3 separate regions of the Mus musculus genome follow, and regions 1 and 3 are each linked to region 2. Evidence: chromatin contacts called from public promoter capture Hi-C data. All regions are on one chromosome and are shown on one strand. The core of a region is the stretch at or near the end of the contact, and the rest is flanking DNA. Distances in the headings are between cores, read along the strand shown.

Region 1 (3,681 bases), core at 763-3,262, 110 kb before region 2:
CTCAGATAACAGGATTGATCTTCAAGGAAGGGCAGCTAAGACGAGTCTGGGCCAACCCCATACCCCTTTCAAAGGGTAACGCCCAACATGTCCAGCCCCCAAGGACGAAGATGCTGGAGCTCACAGGGCTATGGAAAAGTTTTGTTTTGTTTTGCTTTGTTCTTGGCAGTGTATGGGGGTCTGCAACCCTTGGTCCACCACCCCTCATTAACAATGCTTCAGATAAGAGAAACTCTATACTTGGAAACATTTTCTCTGCAAAACCATGTAAGCACTATTTGTTTTACAAAGCACAGACTTTCTATAACCAAAGGCGGGGTAACTAACGCTGACACACACACACCCCCAACTGGAATTATTCTGAGCTTCTGTTCAAATGTTTATGTTATTCCCTTAATTAACCCTTGCTGCTGCTGCAGGGCTGCCCTCCAAATGCCTCCCCTAAATCTTGCCACTGTTGAATCTCTTTGCAAAGAGGGACCCTCTGGACCAAACTGTAGACGCAATTGTGTGGGGGAGAAGAGTGGGACAAAGGCATGCTGGGAAGAGCATTATTCAGCCATGAGGGGTCACAGAGAGGTTTATAGCTAGGGGAGAAAGCATGGGACACCTCAAAGCTGTATGGCCTGTCCAAAGGCCAGATGGTCTGTAAGCCAGAACATCCCTAGTCCCAGTGTCACAAAGGCATCAGGGGAGGGTTCAAAGAAGAAGACCTCTTCAGCTGTACTCTCAGATTTAGGTCAGGAGCACTCACTGGCTGGACTTCTTCCTCTGCCTATACCCATCTATTTGGCTATCACAAAGGTACAGCCACACGAATGTCCTCAGTCAGGCACCCACATTCTGTAGGCGGTGACTAACACAGCAAGACAATGCCCCCAGCTGTCCAGGCACCTAATAGCACCAATAGGCTTAAACTGTCAAGATGACATGCAATGCATCCCTCCATCGTATCCATGGCGATGAACAGTTCTGGCTCACTCCCAGTGTGAGGCAACACACAGTTCTCTAAGGTGAGTAAATGCAACAGAGTTTATATCCCTGGGGCGTCAGTCCTAGCGGAAGAACAGAAACAAGCAGTCATGGGAGGTACGCGCCCCATGAGAACCCCTGTGCCTGAGTACACCTATGATGGTGGTCCCACAAGACTGTTCTGTTGAGGGACACGACAGCCATCTTTGTCTGTATAGCTCCATGAGAGAGGAGGGGCAGAAATCAGAGGCCCTTGGACAGACAGATCCGAATATAGAGACAGAGAAAGAAAACTGTCTGGCTATGGTAGCACAATGTCATTAATCCCAACACTTGAGAGGCAGAGGCCTGCAGATCTCTGTGAATTTGAGGCTAGCCTGATCTACATAGTGAGTTTCAGGCCAGCCAGGGCTACATAGGAAAACCCTATCAAGAAAAGAAAAGAAATACAGACAGACAAGAAAATAATTTGCCATGCAGCAAGGTCTATTTAAGTGCATAAATAATAACTGCCAATTAAAAATTTAAGTACCATACAGAGTAAGATGCGATGCTTTAATATGCATGTTCCATGCTGAGTATTAAATCTAATTAACCCACTCACCCCCACACACACTCAAAGTGTTAGCATCTTGAAACACGCTACTATTAACTGTGCATTAACCCTCCTGAGTCGCGGCCACCAGACGGAGGTTTATAGGTCACAGGACAGTCACCCAGAATATGTCCCTTAGGATTTATGGGAAATTGGAACCCTGTGTATGGCACAGGGAACTGAGGCACATCCTCTGGCACAGCAAGTTAAGTGGTCTGTCCTGGGTGTGCAAGAGATAAACAGCCATCCCGGTAGGGTTGCATTTTCAAAAAAAAAGGGACGGGTGGCAGTGCTCATCGTTTATGCCCCAGGGCCTTTGAAGGCAGCAGCGTCGAGATGCCAGTGGGCAGGGGAAACCCAAGCCCTCGGCTTCCTCATGGGTGGAGAGCACAACCGCTGCAGGAATTTGGTGATGGGACTCTGAGCCACTCCCACTAAGCCCGGCAGATGGGAAGAATCACTCTGGCTCCTCAGGCCACACAGCAGGCTTTGTTTACAGAGGACACACAGATTCCTGCTGAACAAAGCAGGGAGGGAGGGGGGGACTGGAGGAGAAGCGACGGACTCAGTGAGAGTCAGTGGGACCCTTCCCAACCCGGCTTTCTCAGGACCAGACTGGCTTAGCTTTCTAGGCACCTGGCTGTTCTAAAACTCTCCCCAGTCCAGATCCACTGTCACCTGAGGATATTTTATATGACTAGAGGTAGGCAGAGTTATAAAACAGGAAAGAAAGCCAACATTCACCAACAATAAATCATAAAGAGAAACATTTATTCTTTCATAGGTCTCACTATGTATGGCTGGCTCTGCTGGAAACTTTCGGTGTAGACCGGGCTGGCCTCAAATTCACGGAGACCCTCCTGCCTTTGCCTCCTGAGTGCTGGGGAAGAATTTTTTTAAGCAATTCTTTGGCATACATATCATTCTACCATTTATTTAAAACAAGAGCAAATGTGCATTCTAATGAGGAGAGTGACGTTGACTTTTAGCTGACAGTCTGATGCTCCTGGACATAAAGCACCTTGGTAACATTCCTCAGGGTTTACTGATATTTTGACTTTAGTCATTGCCAATGCTGAAGGAGCCACTTCACATAAACATATCATACACAGGAGAAGTACGAGTAGAGAAGTTTCAGAAACTGTTTGACATTCTGCCCTAGTCTTAAGCCAAAATTCATTGAACAAAAAAAATTGTAATGGAATTCACGTCAGAAAACACCACTTTTAAAAATCAAACACTCAGGGCTGGAGAGATGGCTCAGCAGTTAAGAGCACTGACTGCTCTTCTAGAGGTCCTGAGTTCAATTCCCAGCACCCACATGGGGGCTCCTGACCATCTGTAATGGGATCTGACACCCTCTTCTGGCACACAAGTGTACAAGCAGCAGAGCTCTCATAAAAGTTCTGTTTTGTTTTAAATCAAATGTTCCAGTGTAAAGAGCTGCAAGCACATTTTTTTCACTTTTCTGCTGAGGAGTGGTGGTGTGGACCGTGAATCTTCATTTTCAGTAAACCAGTGCCGTTCTGTGAGAGCAGAAAGACTGGTGTGCGCTGAGTTGTCTCAGACGGGGTTGGTGGGTGCTGAGTGGCGGGGAGGCCATGCACACGGCAGACACGCCCGTGTGTGCTCCTAACCAAGGCTGCAGTGGAGCTGTGCGCTACACATCTGTGAGTGCTGGCAGACACACCCTGGATTCATCATGAATTTGACATTTTTGGTGGTTTTGCATTCAGAAACCTTTCTCTCCTGCCCATTTTTACCATTTCCCCACGTTTGGTCACGCAATGCCACGTGGGGTTGGAACCACAGTTTCCAGAGTCCGGTTCTGGCGGACCCTGTGTGGCAGGTGATTAGTACATGTCCTCATGGCTCTCCAGGGACTTGATTCACCTAAATATCAGGATTTTTATGAAAATGTCATCCAAGTATCAAGCCAGTGTCCACAGGTGAGGCTAGTGGGTCCAGTATGTGGGTCACCATGATATACTAGTCCCTGTAGCTGCATAGTCTTCCCTAAGCTACTGGGCTCTAAAATGCCAATACACTGGAAGGGTCTAAGGTAGTACCCACAGCCACACTTGAAGCTAGCTCCACACAGGGGCCTGCACATG
Region 2 (3,290 bases), core at 422-2,921:
GGGGGGGTGTCCAAGGGAGACCCCCAAGGTCAAAAGGAGGGCAGAGACACAAGGGAGAGAAGAGTGGCCTCCCCATGTCTCCAGCCACAGGGGTCACTCGGGTCCACAAACAGGAATTCAGGCTGCTGTACTGGAGATGGTACCTTCCAGAATGTTCATATCCAGAGGTCTTTAAGAAATGTGTCTAATACCTTTGCTTATTTATTTATTCATTCAACAGATATTTATTTATTGAGCAATTAAGTGCAACATGCCAGGCCCTGGAGGTATGACACAAGCAAACCCAACATCTCTGCCCTATTTGGGCTCACATTTTAGCATGGGGCAATCAACAGGTGGGAAAAAAGGTGACTCCAGGGGTAGCCTTAAAATTACCGGGGCTGGGCAGGCTTCACATAGAGGGATTGGGACAGCCTGTTTGATATGAGAACAAGAAAATACCACTCACAGGCCAGAGAAGGTGAATGGGGAGAGCCAATGGAGAGATGTAGGGGACAGGCAGGCTTAGGGCAACCGTAGTATGCAAAGGGGGCAAGAGGGGACAGGTACTAAGTTGCCTGTGAACTTAGTAGTAGCTTGCTAGCTGTGTGGTATGGTTCATGTGAAACGGGATTTTTCAACTCTGAAGTGATGGGAAGCCCTTGGGACACTTTCATTACACATCTACTCTAAGCTTCAAAAAGCTCTTGCCAGGTATAGTGGCACAGGCCTTTAATCCCAGCACTCAGGAGGCAGAGACAGGCAGATCTCTCTGTGAGTTTTGAGGTCAGCCTGGTCTATAGTGAGTTCCAGAACATCCAGGGTTTTGAAGAGAAACCTTGTCTCCAAAAAAAAAGGGGGGGGGGTGAGAAAAGGAATAAGAAAGAAAAGGAAAAGAAAGGTAAGCTTTTGATGGGAGCCATTGGTAAAGTGGCCAAAAACGGAATGGAAATACTGAGGACAAATGGAATGTCCCAGGACAGAAACACAGAAACAGAAAAACGTGACGGGAGTACAGTGTTCAGTATTTGGACAGGTTGGCCCTGTCCAAGTCCTAAAGTTAGCAGCGTCCACTTCGAAAGCAGCCTAACCTGGGTTTAAATCTAGGCTTACCAACTGTGTGACCTTGGCAGGTGACTTCCCCGCGTGCGCCTCAGTCTGCAGGTCTGAACGATGGGGTAACAGCAGCGCTTACCTGACAGGACTGTAGCTGCCGACACATTTGTGCGGCCCAGCCAAGCGCGGTGGGCGCCCAGCAGCTGCTGCGGCTGTGAGTAATTTGTTACTAAGAATAGTTAGCGCCCCTCTCCGGGCCTGCGTCTCCGGGCTGGCCGTGCGTACAAGACGAGGCTGGACCCCCGTCCTGGGCGCTGGCTCTGACGCGGTCCCCAGACCCCGCGATCGAGAGCCCCAGCCAGGCCCCCGCCCCCACCCCCCGCTCACCTGGGCCGCGGCGGCCCGGGGATGTGCTCATAGCGGCTGCGAGCGCGATGCACGAAGGTGCAGCAGAGGCCGAAGGCGAGCAGGACGGCGCTGCCGAGCAGCAGCAGCCCGGGGCTCATGGCTCGTGGTCGGCGCCGGTGCAGAGGGGGCCGGAGGCTGCGACCGACTAGCTGTCAGCGCTGCGCGCCGCCTCGGCCCCAGGCCCCGCGCTCACCAGCACCGCCCCCGCCGCTCGGCTCCGCCCCCGCTGGCTCGACCCCGCCCCGGGCACGCGGACCCGCCAACCACGTCTCCGCCTCCAGCCCTAGCTCTCAGGACCCGCCCCCGCACGGCCACGCCCTCTTTGAGGCCCAGCCCCAGCCGCCACGCCGTTCCCGCCCAGAGCGATAAGTATTCACCAATCACAACCTGGCTTTTGGCTCAGACTTTGAGGCCACGCCCCTTCTACCCTCTCTTGAGCTCAGACTCCACCCCGAAGTCGCCCCGCCCAGAACGCGTTGTCCTGGCAACCTCGCTTCCTGGGCGCAAGCTGCCCAGGCGGCGGCGCAAATCCCGTCCGCTGGCTCCGCCCCTTTGGCCTCGCCAACTGTCTCTCCGCGTGCAGTGCCAGGCCTCTTCCTTTCTCGTGCAAACCTTCTGAAAACCCTTTCCCAGCCCTCCAATCCCCGTCTTGCGCTGACTGTTCTCAAACATCTCCCTGAAACCTTAGCGCCCCAAAGTTAGTCAATCCCAAATGTCCTCGCGCTGCGCCTTCATTGCAGGTCGGTGCAAGCCTTGCGCCCGCTGTGTGCCAGCGTCCGCCCGGAGGCGGAGGACAAGATCCTAGCAGGATGCAGGAGTTCCTGGGCCCGGGAAAACCATAATCCTGAGTATGGGTGATGGTCCATAGGAATGTGCTGGGCTGTGCTCCGCCTTCTCACCCGGTGGAAGCGCAAAGTGCTCCTCACTTCCGAGTTTCAGTTCCCGTGGGGGACGCTCAGATAGGCCTGCAGTGGATGGGAGGGCCAGATGTGCGCTCTCCTTGACTAGATAAAGAGCCTCGGGATTGGGGAGTGGGGGCTCTGAAGACCTCGAGAGAAGGTCGGTTTCTGACTACTCCGAGACCTTGGTTAGGTCCTGGAGGGGTCTGAAGACAGAAAAACAGGAAAAAAGTGTGGACCGTGTGCCTACATTTCCGGGTATACAGGACCAGCCCCCGGGAGGGACATATCAGGGATCCGTGAGCTGCAGGTGACGGGGAGAGCTTTAGGAGCTGTGCTTGATTTCGGTCTGGAGAGGCCACCTCAGCCTGAACAAGACGGGAAGCCAAGCATCCAACCGGGGACTGGCCTCTGAGTGGCATTAGGGGGATGTGGCTTGCCACCGCGCCCCCGTGTGGTAGCGAGCGGCAGTCGCATGTGCGCAACAGGGACCTCCCGTGGCCCTGCTTGGGGGCAGAGGAAGGTCAGCCAGTTTAGTTTAGCCATTTGTGAAAGCTCCTGAATTGAGAGGAGATGAAGGCATGAGACTGCGAGGAGGGTGTAGACTTCTTGCGTGCTTTTAGGCGAGTTAAAGAGAGTAGACAGCAAAGACCGTGGGGCATCGTGGTGCTCACAGGAGAAAGGATCAAAAGTTCGAGGCTAGGTGGATATGGTGGGTGATACACACCTTGAATCTCAGCACTGGGAAGGCAGACCAGGCCAAGACTATACAGAAACCCTGTCTCAAAAATAAAATATTTTAGGCCTTCAGAGTTCAAGGCTAGTCTGAGCAACTTAAGACCCTGTCCTAATTTTTTTTCTTTTTTCTTTTTTTTTAAGGGTTAGCAATCTGGCTTAGTGGTAAGGTGCTTGTTTGTAAACACACAATACAAGGTCCTGGGTTCAATT
Region 3 (3,673 bases), core at 1,114-3,613, 95 kb after region 2:
CAGTGGAGAGGCCTGCAGAAAAGTGCAAGTGTGTGCCCAGGCGCAGGATCAAGACCTGGGAGAGGCAGCTCTAGAGTCTGTCCCCGGGGATAGCCGGATCCTGGCTCTTGTGTGACCCACTGGCTCTTGTGGCTTTCCACCTTGTGGAAGGAGGAGAGGATGCAGGCCTAGGCGTTTCTCCAGAAAGAGGCAGCACAGGGGCCCTGAAGGCCTTATGTATCTGACTTGTTCATATAAATCACAAAGTCTCCAGCGGGGAGGCAGATGCTGTCTTCCAAGGCTGATGGGAATGATGCCTGCCGAGGGCATCTTGGTGATCTCTAGAACTGCACAGGCGTGGGTCCTTTAGTCCAGCAAGCTCACTGCCTGGGACTTTATCTTACAAACAGATCTGTCCTCTGGAATGGCTGTCCACATAGGCTGCACCTGGGAAGCAGGGCTTGGAGGCAAATGTAAAGGCCACCACCAGATGACTGGTGTCCACCCCGCATGGGCCTTGGCAGCATCAGCTTAGCCCACCTGCTTGGAGTGTGTGGCTTCACAGCCCCCACCCCCTCCTGTCCACGGAGGAGCCTGCTGGGGTTGCTGGCACAGAGAGATAAGTGCGGCCCCCAGGCTTGGGTGATTTATGTCTGCCGGCTGGTGAGTTCAGCCTTCTGCCAGCATTGTGGGAAGTGCGGTGCCTGGCGTCTTCCTACCCACTCTCTCACCCTCCCTCTCTCCTCCTGGAGTCTCACAGACACACTGATGATGTAGCTGCCCCTTAGTTCCACCTGTTCCCCCTGGGGGCTGTGCCTGTCCCCTGGTATTCCATTTGGCCAACCGTGCTTAAAGCTGTCTGTGCCCCTGAGCTGAGGGAGCCAGAGGGAGTCAGAGGCCACAGGGCAGGCAGGGGTAGGGTGTGCGTGCGTGTGTGCGTGCGTGCATGCGTGTGGCTTGGGCCAGTTCCCAGGCCTCCTGCCCACAGCCCCGCAGGGGCCGACAGCATGAGCGATTGGCTTGCAGGGGCTGCCCGGCACGCCGCGCCATCTGGCGGGGCCATTGTTGGCCACACAAAGGATGGGTCTCAGCAGGGCAGGGGCAGGGGCCCAGGCCCAAGGAGTGGACAGAGGAGCGGGTGGAGGGCTGCTTGGTACCCCAGGACACTCGCTCAGCGCAGAGCCCCCCATTTGTCCCTGCCACAGTCGAGGCTTTGCCTGTACTCTGTTGCTTGTGGGGGGGCCAGTGTAGAGGTGAGGGGTGACTCGTCATCCCCAGAACCCCCACCTAGGACTCTTCTAGACCCCTTGGTTCTGACCTGATTTATTACTCTGGTAAGATTCAAGGGCAGTTTTATGTACTAGGTAATTAAGTGGCATTAGAGAAGGCTCGCGAGTAAGTGGCTGCTGTTTTAATAATTGAAATAAATAACCCCCTGACAGCTTCCCAGCTCGATACTGTTCTCCCTCAGTGTCAAGGCCCTGGCGAAGCAGTGTTACACATACCTGTGTGTGCACACACGTGTGTGAGTATGCATATCTGCATCGCACACGTGTGTGGACATGCATATGTGCTCCTCTCTGTGTGTGTGTCCACATGTGGATGCGTGTGTATTTGCACAGGGGTGTTGGTGGGAGCACGGCCTTGTGCACGTGTGGGTACTAGTTAGTGCATACGTACTAGTTTGTACATTTGTGTGCACATGTGTGTGTAAGGTGTATAAGGGGTTTTCTTGCCTACAGTAGGACATTCTCCAGGACACGTGTCTCCCAGGCAGAGGGGCTTGCTTTGCATAAACCTTCCTTCCATCCCCGAGGCCCAGCTGACTTCCAGGATATTTAGGATCTTTAGGATATTGTTCCTCCCCGGGACAGCCCTGACACAAACTCTTATTCTGGTCTGGTGTGGGCGGGGGGTGGGGGTGGGGGGTGTATTTCAGTTTGAGGGAACGTTGCATCACCTCGTGGCCGATGCCTGCCCCAGCCGAGGGTCACAGTGTTAGGTTTGCAGCCTGGGTACTCCAGCCATGCCCATGTGACCAGACAAACATCTCCCCCATCCTGAGGCATCTCTTAATAAGCCACATCGTTCTGTGACTTGGAGGGGGTGGCCAAGCAAGTGGCTGGGCTGTGTGTCTTGCCCAGTCTTGCGCACAGCAGGTGTAGGGCTTTAATGCCGACTGGCTCTCCCCTCTCCTGGCTGCTGGAGCACCAAGACTCTTTGCCCTCGTGTCCGTGACTCTGAGGCCATCAAGCCAAGTAAAGAGGCTCCTGAGGAGTGTGGGCTCCTGGGCCCGCCTGCCACAGGACATGCGCAGGTCTCTGGTCTCTGTGGTTTGCAGTCCCTCTTTGCTGTCCCTGCCAGCCCTGCATGTCTGCATATTTTTAAGCCGCCTAAATGGAGTACTGCCAAAGTTATTTGGTTGCCAGGGTAACTTGCCCAAGCTTGCACTGTTCCAGCTCTTAGATCCAGACATACTTAATTCTGGCCATCACAACAGCAATGGCCGTGGGAAGGTTGCCCTTGGGCAATCTTGTCTCCTGAATGACTTCAGGGCTTGGGGTTGGTCACAGGACGGGTCTGGAACACTGCCCCCATGTCAGTCCATACACACCCCTAGTCTGCCAAGCACTAGACTTCAGGTCTGCCCCTGTGGGTGGAAGAGAAACACTCAAGGTCCAGGAGAGAGGAGGGCCCAAGGCTGACCCAGCCAGGTGAGCCTCCATCTGCCCCATCCTGTGGAGTCCTATGGGTAGCCTGAGGTGGAAGTGGCAATATGGCCTTGGCCTACATAGTCCTGAAGATCCAGGTGGGTACCTAGCTCTGGGAGGGAGGCGTGAGATCTGTCTTCTTCTCTCTCCTTGGATCCTGGAGAAGGGGCTGGTTCGCCTGGGCTGCTTTTTGTGTTTTTTTTGGGGGGTGGGGTGGGGTAGGGTGGGGGTGGCCCAGGCTGATGGGAGAGAGGGCCACAGATTGGGATGGAACTGCGATCCTCTGGAGTCTCTGGGTGCATCTGGCGTGAAGAGGATGGGTTCTCAGGAGCCTATGGGTTCTAGAGCAGGGAGACTGGGGTGCCCACAGGGCTGTGGGGTGTGCTTTGGTGCCCTTTCTCCAGCTGCCTCTTCTGTGTGAGCTTCCTTGACTGTGGAGTCATGTGCTGCTCAGCATAACAGAGGAGCCCCAGGACCCAAACCACCGAGTACAGTGCCCGCTGGCTCCTGGGCAGTGTGAGATAGTCCCGAGTCTTACAGTGACCGATTGAGAAAGACATAATGGGGTCAGACTTCCTAGTCTTGGGGAGGGGCGTGAGTGAACCCCAGAGCTCCAACCCGCAGGCTGACAAGGCAGGACCTGAGTTGGGCTTCCCTCGTGTGCTCTTGATTACGGTGGCTAGCTGAACCCGTGGGCTCTTGGGGTCTTGGCTGCAAACTGGGAAGTTGAGAGTGTTTCTGAGGAGCTGTTCAGAAGTTGTCACGTGAGGAGCTGCTGCTGGTGTTCTGCGTCACTGTCCCAACACCTTGATCCCCAAAGGAGAGGAAGGGGATGCCCAGCCAGCGGACTGTGAAGACAGATGGGTCGTGGGCCGAGTGCTCTGTGGCTACTGCAGATTGTCGGGCGGTGGCAAAGTCCTGTCTGCTGCCCCAGCACTAAATTGTCATGGGCCGCCTACTCTTAATGACACAGGACCAGTTTT

Evidence for each region. Promoter capture Hi-C pulls out the DNA fragments that hold promoters and counts their contacts.
Region 1: a contact with region 2 is called in a promoter capture Hi-C map of neural stem cells. The contact joins the enhancer-like site here to the promoter of Cyp46a1 in region 2. A contact is called at or near these places in 5 of 39 promoter capture datasets (the HPC-7 cell line, cranial neural crest, embryonic stem cells and 2 more), 1 of 15 datasets of contacts at CTCF or cohesin (the NIH/3T3 cell line), 3 of 484 Hi-C or Micro-C datasets (differentiating embryonic stem cells, nephron progenitors and rod photoreceptor), 6 of 115 datasets of contacts at active chromatin or transcription factors (the NIH/3T3 cell line, T-cell acute lymphoblastic leukemia, embryonic stem cells and 2 more) and 3 of 9 other capture datasets (adipose tissue, liver and pancreatic islet).
Region 3: a promoter capture Hi-C map of neural stem cells shows a contact between it and region 2. The contact joins the enhancer-like site here to the promoter of Cyp46a1 in region 2. A contact is called at or near these places in 2 of 39 promoter capture datasets (hippocampal neurons and neural stem cells), 1 of 484 Hi-C or Micro-C datasets (uterus), 3 of 115 datasets of contacts at active chromatin or transcription factors (embryonic stem cells, microglia and pancreatic cancer cells) and 1 of 9 other capture datasets (adipose tissue).

The regions. Positions count from the first base shown.
Region 1 is chr12:108,441,827-108,445,507 of GRCm38.p6, reverse strand. The region is part of intron 1 of Eml1 (echinoderm microtubule associated protein like 1); the gene reads right to left. Among named protein-coding and RNA genes, the nearest start is that of Eml1, 21 kb to the right of the region's middle. Within about 2 kb of position 2,012, at least 78 of the 459 cell types and tissues checked have an H3K27ac peak or open chromatin away from gene starts, as enhancers often do. A contact at or near this core is called in differentiating embryonic stem cells, nephron progenitors, neural stem cells and 3 more, where this site is marked.
Region 2 is chr12:108,332,697-108,335,986 of GRCm38.p6, reverse strand. It overlaps Cyp46a1 (cytochrome P450, family 46, subfamily a, polypeptide 1), which reads right to left and starts at 1,671. Exons shown (of 15, transcript NM_010010.2): 1 at 1,423-1,671. The coding sequence starts at 1,541.
Region 3 is chr12:108,238,396-108,242,068 of GRCm38.p6, reverse strand. The region is part of intron 1 of Ccdc85c (coiled-coil domain containing 85C); the gene reads left to right. Among named protein-coding and RNA genes, the nearest start is that of Ccdc85c, 35 kb to the left of the region's middle. Within about 2 kb of position 2,363, at least 80 of the 459 cell types and tissues checked have an H3K27ac peak or open chromatin away from gene starts, as enhancers often do. A contact at or near this core is called in hippocampal neurons, neural stem cells and pancreatic cancer cells, where this site is marked.